2 separate regions of the Mus musculus genome follow, and region 2 is linked to region 1. The links are chromatin contacts, called in public promoter capture Hi-C maps. All regions are on one chromosome and are shown on one strand. Each heading gives the region's core, a stretch centred on a gene start, on an enhancer-like site or on the middle of the called end of the contact. The rest is flanking DNA. Distances are from core to core; before and after follow the strand shown. Region 1 holds the start of Colec11 (collectin sub-family member 11). Region 2 overlaps Pxdn (peroxidasin).

Region 1 (6,304 bases), core at 1,263-3,762:
GCAAGAACTGAGATTTTCAATCCCGCACCCTGGTCTTTCTGCTCCTCTGTATCCCCGAGTGACTAGGCTTAGGATAAGGGATGGAAGTGTCGTGCACTCTCCGGGAACTCAGTGATGAGGGCCTTTGGGGAGGTGGCCATGGTTAATGTCCTCAGGGACAGTGTCCCACAGATAGAGCAGCACGTCCAATGTGACCCCAGTAAGTTTCCCATCCAGAGCAGAGTGGGTTTCATGTGACTCTTCTATCCAAACTCCATGGTTATCTCAGAGAGATGTAAACAGTCGCTGGATTTGGGCCAGTGTTGTTCTGGTCAGGAATGGATGGTCTGTGGGGTCAGGGCAGAGGAAAGCAGTGGTCTGCCTCCAGCGGAGGAGTAGACAGTGCTTCCTGGTGACACCAGAGTACGCTTAATAATACAAGGGTCCTAACTTACAATCTACTCAACACAGGCAAGTTAAATTGCACTATTTTTGCAGTGGGGAGTATTTTTTAAACTGTTGGCACTTAAAAAGAAAATCCAAAAACCCTAAGGGTGGGCTGGAGACATAGGTTAGTCGACAATGTTTGCCTGGTATGTACAAGGCTGAGTCTAATACCAGTACCAGGGTGGGACTGAAGATTCAGAAGTGGTAGCTCATGTCATTCCAATATTAAGAGGCTGCAGCAAGAGGATTGCCTCTAATTTAAGGCCAGCCTGCGTTATGGAATATATTGCTTAAAAAAAAAAAGACTATAGCAGAGTATGGTGGCACATGTAATCTCCGTGCTTGGGAGGCAGAAGCAAGCAGATCTCTGAATTTGAAGCCAGCTTGGTCTACAAAGCAATTTTCGAGACAGGGTCATACAAGAGAAACCCTGTCTTGGAAAACAGACAAACAAAAAATATGACTTGGAAGGAAAAAATCTCTAGGCTTTCTAGGCCCTCTACCACCTTGAGGCAAAAGGGGGTATCTGACAGTTTGTTTGGGTAGGTTTTGGGTTTTTTGGGGGGGGCATTTTTGGTCTTGGTTTTTGGACAGGATTTCTCTGTGTACCCTTGGTTTGGCTGTTCAGGAACTTACTCTGTTGACCAGGGTGGCATGGAACTTAGAGGTCCGCCTACCCCTGCCTCCTGACTGCTGGGATTAAAAGCATACGCTACCATCGCTCAATGTTTGGGTAGGTCTTAGGAAGGATTCTTGGAACTCTTGGTTAGCTTTGTGTACTTCTGTGAACTTCGGAAATGTGAATGAGCTAAAGCCATTTCTATTGATTTTGAGGAGAGCTACATGAGGCTCTGTTTGAGAAACAAAACATAAAAGCTAAGCTTTATTTAGAGGAGATTATAGATTGACATGCAGTTGTAGAAAACATTCCAGAGGGTTCCCTTGAGCCCAGTTTCCCCAGTGGAAAGTCTGGCACAGCACTGCAACCCAGATTCCAACATAAGCAGGCCAAGCCATGTCACCCTTGAGGCACACAGTGTCCTAGCCAATCACTGATCTGTCCTTGATTTTTATAGTTTTATCACTTTAAGAGTCTTATATGAACAGGTTGTAAGGGCAATATGGCTGCAACATCACACACTCCATTGATCGTGAAGTTGGTTTGACTGATCTGGCTTCTTCCCTCATGGATCTACAGAGTTGTCCTGAAGCTACACGCCAGCAGTACAGCTTCCCTGATGGAGGACGACTGTTGTTTCTTTGAGGGTGTTAGCGTGCTTGTGCTCCCCCGATCAACCTCCTAACAGGCTCTCAGGAGTAGTTTGTTTGTTTGTTTGTTTTTGGTTTGTTTGTTTGTTTGTTTGTTTGTTTTTCAAGACAGGGTTTCTCTTTGTAGCCCTGGCTGTCTTGGAACTCACTTTGTAGACCAGGCTGGCCTCGAACTCAGAAATCTGCCTGCCTCTGCCTCCCAAGTGCTGGGATTACAGGCGTGCGCCACCACTGCCCAGCTCTCTCAGGAGTATTTTATAGATGGAACTCCACAGTGGGTAGCTTTTGGAGTCTGTTTTGCTATAGCACAGAACTCTTGTTGATCTCTCCAGCTTGCTGTGTGGGAATGACTTGTAGTGTGTGTGTGTGTGTGTGTGTGTGTGTGTGTAAGCAGGTGCATGTGTATGCAGAGATTCATACACAGTCTCAGTATGCACTCCTACCTGGCTGGCCTTGAACTTGCTACATAGTCTAGGCTGGCCTTTAACTCACAGCAATCCTCCTGCTTTAGTCTTCAGAATGCAGGGATTACTGGCATGCACCCCCATGTTTGGCACATGCACTTATTCGAAGAAAAAGAAAAGAAAGCAAAACAGGAAAGAAAACCAAAATTGAGAGAGAATGTTTGGGGTGGGGTTGGCTGGGCTCCCCAGACACCCCTTTGGCAGCAGGGGCCGAGTTCCCACACTCCACAGGGCCCTGCAGGACAGCTGATGGTTTCAGGCAGGAAGCTCTTGCAGATAAGGCTGCAGCCTCCAGCAGATTCGCTGGGCTGTCTGACATCCCAGGCAGGGTTTCTCTCTGAGCTGGACTGCAGCTGGTCTCTGTAAATAACAGCCATGAGGCTCCTTGGAGCAGTGTCTCTGCCAGCCGGTGACTGTCAGGACAGCTCCTTCGCCTAGTGTGCATCCAGGTAAGAGATGCTGCCCCAGGACACTAGGCCAGGACTGGACAGGTGTCGAGCACAGGCAGGAGGGCAAATTTCCAAACAGGGCTGGAGGGTAGACCCAGGCTGTGGAATTTGGCAAAGTGGGATTCAGTATCCTGGAGTTGATCAGTAAGTTAGACGCTAGAGTTCTAAAATTTATTTAGCTCAGAGTTAAAGGTGGAATCTTCGAGAAGCCAGCAGAGGCAGATTCTGGTCAATCAGAATGATGGAAATACAGTTACTCAGGTTATTTAAGAGCTGGAGTTTGCATAGATCATTTCTAACTCCAACCTGAGAGAGTGACATACTCCAGGCTGGCAGTGGGCAGCATTTATGGGTTGACAGCTAAGAAAGCCCTGTTCAGGGACCTACAACACCAAGACATACTCAGCTGTGGTTTTAGGTAGTGTGGGGAGGGGACCAGGAGGGAGGTACACTTCCCTCAGGGGAGCCATCTAACAGTGGACAGAGCCTCCCAACACTGGAAAGGGGAGTAACTCCAAAGGGCAGTTGCTTGTTGTGCCCTGACACCAGGCTTTGGGACTAGCTGCTGTGTCTGAGTGGCCCCAGCTAGCAGCTCCATATTAAAATGGTCAAATTTGTAAGCCATTGCTTGGCAGAATGGAACTTGATTTGACAAGCACTCTTGCCTGGGAGAGCAGAGCTCCAAACCTTCACATTTGGTTTTCTCTCCAATCTTGAGACATCTGTGCCAAAGACGAAGGAGAACAGGCAGATGTCTCCTTACCATGGTGTTGGTAAGATCCTCCCTGTAGCCTCATGGCGGGGGGTGGGAGTGTCACTTTAGGACAGAGGAGGCTTCCAAATGACAGTACCGTTCGCAGCAGATAGTTCAGAGTCTGCAAGATCCAGGGCTTCACTGTAGGTGTTTAATGGACACGTCATGATGTGTTTGGCTACTGTGTTTCCCCCTGGCCTGCTGCCAGTTCATTCTTGTTTCTTTTGTGAATTCCACATTTAATCTCTCCCCAGAAAGCTGTCTCTTTGATGGAAGTGGGGCCCCAGTCTTTGGGCCCTGGCTAAGAGATAAGGATGTTGTTTTTAAAAAGATTTTGGGCTTGCTGCATAGTCTCCGTTTATAAAACCAAATTCCTTTCCTGAGAGGCAACGGACCAGAACACAAGCCAGTACTTCCTGGTGGACATGGTACCTCCCCCCACCCAACCTCTATGTGACCACCTGCCCTGTTCTGGGCCAGGTCTGGGGCAGAATCTGAGAAAGTTGGAGGACAGGGCCCCATCACACCCACTAGCTTAGATAGAACTGAGGGTAAGGACACACAGGCAGGAGAGTCAGTGAGAGAGGAGGAGGAGCCAGCTCGGGGTATTCTTCATCTCTGTTCTTCCTTGTCACAGCTTGTCTGCTGTGGCCTGATCTTTTGTAAAGCCACACTTAGGACTTTCATGGGATAGAAAGTGATGACTGTCTTGCTGGATGCCTGCTGTCTCTGGAGGAGCGTTTGTTTCTATGGAATACATTCCTGTGCCATCCCGAGAGCATGGAGAAAAACAAACATCTGAGCAGTTTTTAATCTAACCGACAGAGGGTGCAGCAAGGGTTAGCATCGCTTTGATTGATTGATTGTTTGTTTTCATGGGGTCTCCTTTCATAGTGTTGGCTGGCCTCAAACTCACAGGAATCCTCTCTGCCTCTCATGTGTTTGGCAGGGGCCACCATGCCCAGCCTTTTGAGTTGTTTAAAAACTATGTATGTGTGTCTGTGTCTGTCTGTTCCTATGTGCATGTGTGTACAGGTGTCAGTGGGGGGTAAGAGGCAACGGCTCTCCTGGAGCTGGGGTTACAAGCATCTGGGAAACAAACTCGGGTGCTCTTCAAGAACAGTGCATGTTCTTAACCATTGAGCCATCTCTTTAGCATCATTCTCCACCCCCACCCCCCACCCCGACATTTTTGCTTGTTGGACCTTACTATGTATCTCTGGCCTTGAACTCACGAACTTCATATTCTGCTTCCCAAGTGCTGGCTGATGGTTGTGTGCCACCATACCCGGCTTATTATCTCCTTTGTAGCTCTACAGAAAAGGAAGCTGCTTAGGTAACAGGGGAGTGCTGTTGAGTTAAGAGCACTGTGGGGGAAGCGTGCTTACCCACAGGCTTTGCACTCCCTTGTTTCCTAAATTGCTGGAAATTTCAGGACAGCGACAGCAGAGCAATAATCCATGTGTGACAACCCCTGGGTCTGCAGAGTCCCGTGTAAGCTTAGCATTATATTTCTCATGCATTTATGCATGTAGCCATGTGTAGGTAACTCTTAAAAATGAGAAGCTAGAAGGGCGTCTAGACAGTGTTCTAGCATGCGCATCCCTGCTGGAGCTGAGCTGTGGGTACCCAGGCCTCTCTGGAGAGTGCTGGTTCCTGTTCATGGTGATTTTTCTCAGATCTCTCTCTCTCTCTCTCTCTCTCTCCCCCCCATCTCTTCCCCCTCTCGCTCATAGGCGTGTGTATTTTCACCCCACCCCACAAGCCTAGCCCTGTGTGCCATCCTCTGCTCCCAATCCTGATTTTGCAGTCTGCCTTGATTTGTTTTTCTTCTAACTAAAAGCAGAAGATCAGTAGGAGCGTGGTGCTGTCACAGGCTACCATTTCCCCTTAAGCCCTTCTTCATGCAGTCAGGTTTTCTGCCTGTTGGCTCCTCATAGCTTTTGAGGATTCGACTCTTGCAGGAATGAGCATCTCATTAATTAACCTCTGACTGCCAGAGCTTCGTGCTATCTCCCTCCAAGCATGGGTATGCATGCCAAGGACCAACGAACGACATTGTCAGAACGACATTGTCAATCACCAACAGCTCAGAGTCAGAGTGAGGGAGGTTGGAGAGTGGGAGCTGAGCCTCAAACCCCAGCCTCCTAAGACCAGAGCAGTGTTGAGATCAGCAGAGCCTGTGCTCTGCAGGTTCAGGACTTTGTCTTTGTGGTTTGAACTAGACAAGGTCTTCCTCCCCTGAGTCCTTGAAGGATGGAGGCGGCTTTCCATTATATACCTCTGGACTTTCAGCAAGGTCCCAAGGCATAAAGTCAGTGAGAGTGAGTGCAACCCTCTTGGTTTATACCATAAGTACTGTATCCTTCAATCCTGCTCCCCCATCCTTAAGCTTCACCTCTGCTTATGCTTTACCCTTCAATGCTAACTGCACCCTCCCGTTCGTAAGCCCCACCTCTGCGTAGGTGGGTAGTTATTCTCTACTGTCACTGAGCCTTTTCTTACATTGTCTCTTGTGGGGACTCTTTTCAGAGCCCAAGGAGGAGTTTCAGATGGTGTCCAGTCACACTGCAGGGACAGTTGATGCATCACCAGGTGCAGCTTTTATGTCTGTGGAGCTCTTGACTCCACAGACTTTGGGGAGAACTCATCGTTGGGAGCAACTGTAGTAGGGCCTTGGTGTTATTAAAATGGGTGTCAACACAGGCAGATAGGGGGCTCTGCAGGTCACAAAGGCTCCTGGGACTTGATCTGTGCCCTCACTGCCTTGCTCTGTTCTCTGTGGAGAGGTGAACAGGATGATCTCACTGGCTGTGTATGTTCGTCCCTTGCCTCTGATGACTGGATGGCTGGTGGGCTAGTCAAGGTGGGCAGCAGAGCATCTTGAGCTTTGAGTTAAGAGCTCCGCCCACCCAAGTTTTGTAGCTTGTTAGCCATGGGAG
Region 2 (6,110 bases), core at 3,232-5,731, 1.4 Mb before region 1:
GAGTCTCTGTAGCAGCTGGGACAATGGATTAGAATAGAGGCACAAGCCAAGACAACGCCTGCCTCAGAGACATCCCTTCCAGAACCATGGATACTTCTAAGTAAAGAATGAAGCTTGGCTCAGCTTCTGTAGCAGAAAGGGTCCTGGTGTTGTTATCAGAAAATAGAGGCTCCGTATCTGAAAGTAAGAACCGGCCTTGCACACTACTTCCAAGACAACATAACAGTCTGCTACAGGCCGAATGATGCTATCCTTGCAGGAAAGTATTTAAACTGGAAAAACCTGGGAGACTTAAAGCAAAAAGAAGGGGAAGCAGATCTAAGTTCCTAGAGTGTGATCTCAAGAATAGCAGTAATTTAGGATCAGGTACACAGTAACCACAATGTCCTTCTTACAGTGCAGGGGGAGAGGGAGAGAGGGAGAGATGAGGGAGAGAGAGGGAGAGGGAGAGAGGGAGAGAGAGGGAGAGATGGAGAGAGAGGGAGAGATGGAGAGGAGGAGAGGGAGAGATGAGGGAGAGAGGGAGAGAGAGGGAGAGATGATGGAGAGAGGGAGAGAGGGAGAGAGAGGGAGAGATGAGGGAGAGAGGGAGAGATGAGGGAGAGAGGGAGAGAGAGAGGGAGAGAGGAAGAGAGGGAGAGATGAGGGAGAGAGGAAGAGAGGGAGAGAGGGAGAGAGGGGAGAGGGAGAGATGAGGGAGAGAGGGAGGGAGGGAGAGAGGAAGAGATGACGGAGAGAGGGAGAGGGAGAGAGAGGGAGAGGGAGAGAGGGAGAGGGAGGGAGAGAGAGAGGGGGGGAGAGAAGGAGAGAGAGAGAGAGAGAGGGAGAGATGGAAGAGAGGGAGAGAACATGATACACACATACACAAATATATACATATGGGAGAAAGGCATGCAAAACAATCACTTTGGACAAACCACATGGTCATACACACTCATGTACAGTTGCACCCATGCCAAGCACCCTCTTAGGATATTAAATGCAGCTTCCAAAGCCAGCCCGATTTTAGTACTTACTAATTATCTTGAGTGACTACTTTAGCAGAAAAAATAACCACAGTTCTGAACTCTGTGTGCTTTTCCAGCCTTACGTGGCCCATCTTGTTCAGGGTCCAATGGGTAGGGCAGGGCTGAGAACCGTGAGTGCCTGGAGCATCCGTCCTCTGGAGCCCTCCTCTCACCACAAACACTATGTCACTTGGCTTAGGCTGTCAATGTCCCCAGCTTTATTATCTATGGGGCTCTGATCATAGTTTGAATAAAGCCAAAATTGCAGTCCAATTAGAAACTGGAAAAAGAGGTTAACCAAGAGAGGAACTCAAGAATGTAAAGTGGGAAAGAGACTGTAGAATAGTCACCACAGAAGCCAGTGGCTGCTAGGCTGTGCTGGTGGCCTCTGTGAGATGGACAGACATGGCGGGAGCAGGCCTGCCCAGGCTGACGGGAACGTACTGCGCAGACTCCATTATTAGGTTCTCCAGAGCTAACATCAAGACCTCTCACACCTGCAGGCTACCCTCTAGCTCCTTCCTGTAAGTTACAGGGTGGCATCGGCATTGCATAGCGCGTTTGCTGTGCTTCCTGGTGGGGCTGGTTGTTATCCTTTGTGGGCAGGACTCACGGGGCTCAGTGCACAAGCACTCGCATGAAGCTGCTCAATAGGTTAAATGCTAGCTATGCTAATGCAAACTCACTCAAGGTTTGTCCTCTTTTGCATAGTATTTTGTTCGATACAAGGTGCAGACTAAGATTAGAACGAGGCTGCAAAAGATCTTCTAGTGACATCTTAACGTGAGACATCTGCGGTGATAACTGCCATCGAGAAGTGCACTGTACTCACAGTAGGACAAAATGTGACATTAAGCGCATGGAGTTTATGACCACACTTGGCTCAGTGGTTGGTGTGAGCATCTTCTGTACTGAACTTCCACCCACACTTTATAGTGTACATCTACAGGGTAAAGCAACCCTCTAGCCTTGGGTGCCTCCTACGTTCATCAAGAGGCAGAGTGCGTGGACTTACCAACCTATATAGCTAAGGCTCAAGGCTAGGTGCTTTTACAATAAAAGATAAAACTGGACATTCTTCCCTCAGACCATGTCACCGTTCACTAAGCAAAGCAATCACAAACAATTCCCACAACGAGGGGCAAAGGCCACTTTCCCCGTTCTCAGGCAAAGCAGCAGTAATGGGGACACAGTGAGGGCAGGGCAGGGTGCTGGCAGCATGTACCTTCACAACAGTCCTGCCACACTCGCAGGTCCACCCTGGGGATGTCCTCACAGCTGCTATAACCGTGGGGGAACTCTGCCACCCTGAACACATCCTGCTGCACACGGGTGATGTTGTCTGAGTTGTCACAAAGGATCCTCGCCAGGGACGTCTGCTTGAGCTGAGTCAGCTGGGCGGGGGAGAACACGCCTGGGTTCTCATACCACAACCTGGACTCCGGGGATGACAAGAGCAGGGTCAGTGGGGTCAGCAGAGGGCAGGGAGAATGTCAGCCACAAGGATTCAAGCCAATATGGAAATCATGGATTCAGTTAGCAGGAATTAAAAAAAAGTATATAGCCACCATTGTTCAAATTCCCACCCAATAAATGAGAGAAAACAGCAAGAAGATGGCTACTCTTGACAAAAGGATGGATAGTGAAACTTCTAACTAAACTCCTCAGCTGATTCTTTGGCCTCTTTCCCATTTCCTAAAGTAAATTAACATTATTAAAAAGAAAAAAAAATCATCTTGCCAAAAGCCTCAAGTCTCAGTAAAGTTGTTAGGGTGCACATCTGAGCATGAGGCCAGCCCAAGCTATACAAGTGAGACCCTATCTCAAAAACCCAAACAAAACAAACAACAATGCTCTAATCCTGGTACTGCCTGGGATGGTCAAAAGGCTCCTGGAAATATATCCGTTCTCACTGGCTCCAGAGGCCAATGGTACCTGGGACTCAGGTGTGTTAGCCTGAAAGGGTAAGGTGCCAGGCAGCCTTGAGGAGGTACGGAGCCATCTGAAGGGCAGCAAGTGGGAAGGGGCTCTCCCTGTCCTAAGCAAGCACAGGTCCTCTCTGCCCCAGATCCACACCAACAGTGTAAGACAAGGTTTTCTAGCACCCACCTGTCTCCATCCCGCAGGCGTCGGAACTGTGTGCTGAGCAGGCACATGAGTGTGGGCCCCAAGCGGCTGCCAGGTACTAGGTCTTCTACCATGAGGGCTGGGAACAGATCAATGTTGAGAGTCGAGCCATACAGCCTGCAATAGACAAGGACAAAGTTGAGTGTGCTCATCATAGCTGCCTGGGATATGAAACACTGCAAACAGGAAAAAGGCCCCCATACATCCTCCAGACATTTCCTGGACAAAGAGAGCTCATTGCTATTTCTTTAAATCTTCTTTAATCACATTTTAAAGAATTTTCCTCTTTTCCTTGTATATATGAGGGATATATATATATATATATATATATATATATATATATATATATATATTTACTTATAAGTGATTTGAAAGCCAAAAACATAAGAAAATTAAGACATAATTCTTTCCTGTGCTCCAGGGAGAATCACCCAAGTTCATGAGGCAACCTATCTATCTCCTCACACCTATCCTTTTCCTTAAGTATAAGAACAATGAATAGTCTAATTGAAAAGAATAAGATTAAACCCTACAGTATAGAGAAATGTATTTGTCAATGGAAATGCTGGTTAATTAAATAGGGTAGATATCTAACATGAAGCTTAAACATTATCAAATGTTTAACAAGCATTCTCTTAGGTCCTCCATGCCCTGGGAATATGTATGCCCATACAGAAAGATACAGAAAGAACCAGCAATGCCAAAAGACTTTTGTTTTCTAGCCTTGTGCAATTTTCTAAGAGCTTACAAGGCACCAGGTAGTCTTGGTTCCAATTGCTGCAAGAGACTGTGCTGGAGTCTGAAATAACATCTTCCAACCCCTACGCCCAACCCTCCATTCCCCACCAGGCTTGGAGCGACAGTGGAGCACCCTATAATCTATCGGAAAAGACATACATTCATCTCCCAACATGACAAACATTCCTCTTCCATCAAATCTACTCTCATCAAGCTGCCATCTAGCTTGTCCAAGCACAAACTGTGGTCACTGACATTCAGGGACAAGCACCCTGGCCTTAAGCCTCCCAGGCCTTACTGGAAGTCACCTGCCATGAGGACAGAGAGGGCTGCTGGCTTTGCTGCGCGGGCACCAGATGACAGTGTCACCTCAGGATGCCTGCTCTTTGCCCTCCCGTCTGTAAAGGGGTAGCAGAAGGCTGAAGGATATGTTTCAGGTCTGCTGGGGATGCTCTCCATGGCACTACAGAGCCTCCCCCCCGGAGGGGGGGTAGCCTGTGGACCCCACCAGGGAGAGAAGCCCAGATTCAGCCCACGTCTTCATCTCCAGGCTGCCCTGAAATGTAAAACTTCAACAGGCTGCCAGGACAGTAGACGACAGCTGCGTTCCCCAAGGCCTGCTGAAAATCCTGGCAGCCCAGGCTTTCATGGCCATTCAGCTCTCCTCCCAGTCACATCTCATTTTTTCCTCTTTGTAATTAGTTCACAGAAAGAATAAATGACTAGTGTATGTGTGTATGTGTGTACGTGCGCGTGCATGCGTCGTGTCTTTGCCAAGGTCTCTCCCCTTACAGCTGGTCCAGGCCCACCATCTCCAGCAGCAGCAGTGGCAAGATTACCAGAAACCAAGAAGTTCTGAAATATTTTGGCAAGCAAAAGCAAAAATGAACTGGGAAAGCCATCCGTGGCCATCTGGATGGGGACATGATGCCCCATGAAGTAGTCAGTGAGCATAAATCCCAATTAAGCATAACGGTGACAAAAAGATATATTGTCCCCGTGGAGAACTCGCGTGCTTCCCTCGCCAATAATCAAATCCCATTATGTAAGTGCACTGGAGCACAGGGAGGCAGCTGTCATTCAGAAACTGCAGTATCTCACAAGGGAGACCTTCCTGCACGCCTCAGGTCTGAACAGCCCCTAGGAGGCAGAAGGTCCGAAGAAGCCTGGCCCTAGATGAGATAACCAAATCCCGAGCAGACCAGTTCTATCCTCTGAGTGGTGGGTTATTCATCTCCCATGAAACTTCCACATCTGTTATTCAGCTCCCAGGCCAGCTCTCCTCTTGTATGAGCAATAGCCACTCATGCATGAGTCACACTATAGGTGGAGAGCCAGGCCCAGGAGGCTGGCCAGTCTGAGGCCCATTTGCCATGTGACTTTACTGTCCCAGCTAGGAAAGTATAACTGCTATCTCAACAGAAAACTCCTTACAGTTTACAAAGTCTACCTCCTGAGCACAAAGAGGTGGGCAAACACGACTACCCCAACCCTAGGCTGGCTCTGTATGTAGCATCTTGGCCAGCAGACCACAGGCTGTCCAATCTCAGTCACCACAGATTTCTCTCACCACTGAAGCTTGAACCTAGAGACGGTGACATCACAGTTCACAGCCAAGGTCTCTTGACATCTACATACCTATCAAGGTGCCTCAGTTTACCAATACCCACCTCTGCAGTTTCTCCCGGATCACAGGGCTCTTGATCTCATTTTTCAGGTCCTCAAAGGTGTAAGCAGCCGACAAGTTGCAGTAGACTCTGTAGTCATGGTAGGGTGGGATGCCATGGTCCCGGCCTCGCTGGATATTGATGGCAGCCAGGTCCAGGGCCACTGTGTGGGCCATGGAGAACAGCCTCTCCGTGAGCTCTGTGTTCAGCAATTGAGAGGGAATGCGCATCTTCCCTGCCACTCCAAACAGCCCTCGGAGAAGTGGGTCGATGCCCCCCTCGTTGACAATCCGGAAGGGCGAGAAGAAGGCTTTGTGGAGGGGCACATGGCCCTGAGGGATGGGCTCAAAGTTCTCATCCAGCCGGTAGAGCAGAGGGTTGATCAGAGTGTGACCGAACCTGAAGGCTGCAGTGGCAAAGGCATTAAAGATGCCAGCATTGACACTGGGGTCGTAGCCCCGGTACTCACCGAGCATCTTCATGCCCACCTCCCCCAGGATCTTGGGCAGCCAGTGCCGGTAGGTGATGTGCTGTATCTCTGCCCCGACTATCTTGCGGGTCTCATGGTAGA

The links. Promoter capture Hi-C pulls out the DNA fragments that hold promoters and counts their contacts.
Region 2: a promoter capture Hi-C map of hippocampal neurons shows a contact between it and region 1, with 3 times the contacts expected there. The contact joins the enhancer-like site here to the promoter of Colec11 in region 1. A contact is called at or near these places in 6 of 39 promoter capture datasets (the 3T3-L1 cell line, 3T3-L1-derived adipocytes, the C10 cell line and 3 more), 2 of 115 datasets of contacts at active chromatin or transcription factors (embryonic forebrain and epiblast stem cells) and 1 of 9 other capture datasets (adipose tissue).

Annotation. Positions count from the first base shown.
Region 1 is chr12:28,619,538-28,625,841 of GRCm38.p6, reverse strand. It overlaps Colec11 (collectin sub-family member 11), which reads left to right and starts at 2,512. Exons shown (of 7, transcript NM_027866.2): 1 at 2,512-2,608.
Region 2 is chr12:30,002,857-30,008,966 of GRCm38.p6, reverse strand. It overlaps Pxdn (peroxidasin), which reads right to left. Exons shown (of 23, transcript NM_181395.2): 17 at 5,543-6,110; 18 at 3,117-3,251; 19 at 2,233-2,441. Among named protein-coding and RNA genes, the nearest start is that of Gm15691, 54 kb to the left of the region's middle. Within about 2 kb of position 4,481, at least 79 of the 459 cell types and tissues checked have an H3K27ac peak or open chromatin away from gene starts, as enhancers often do. A contact at or near this core is called in hippocampal neurons, where this site is marked.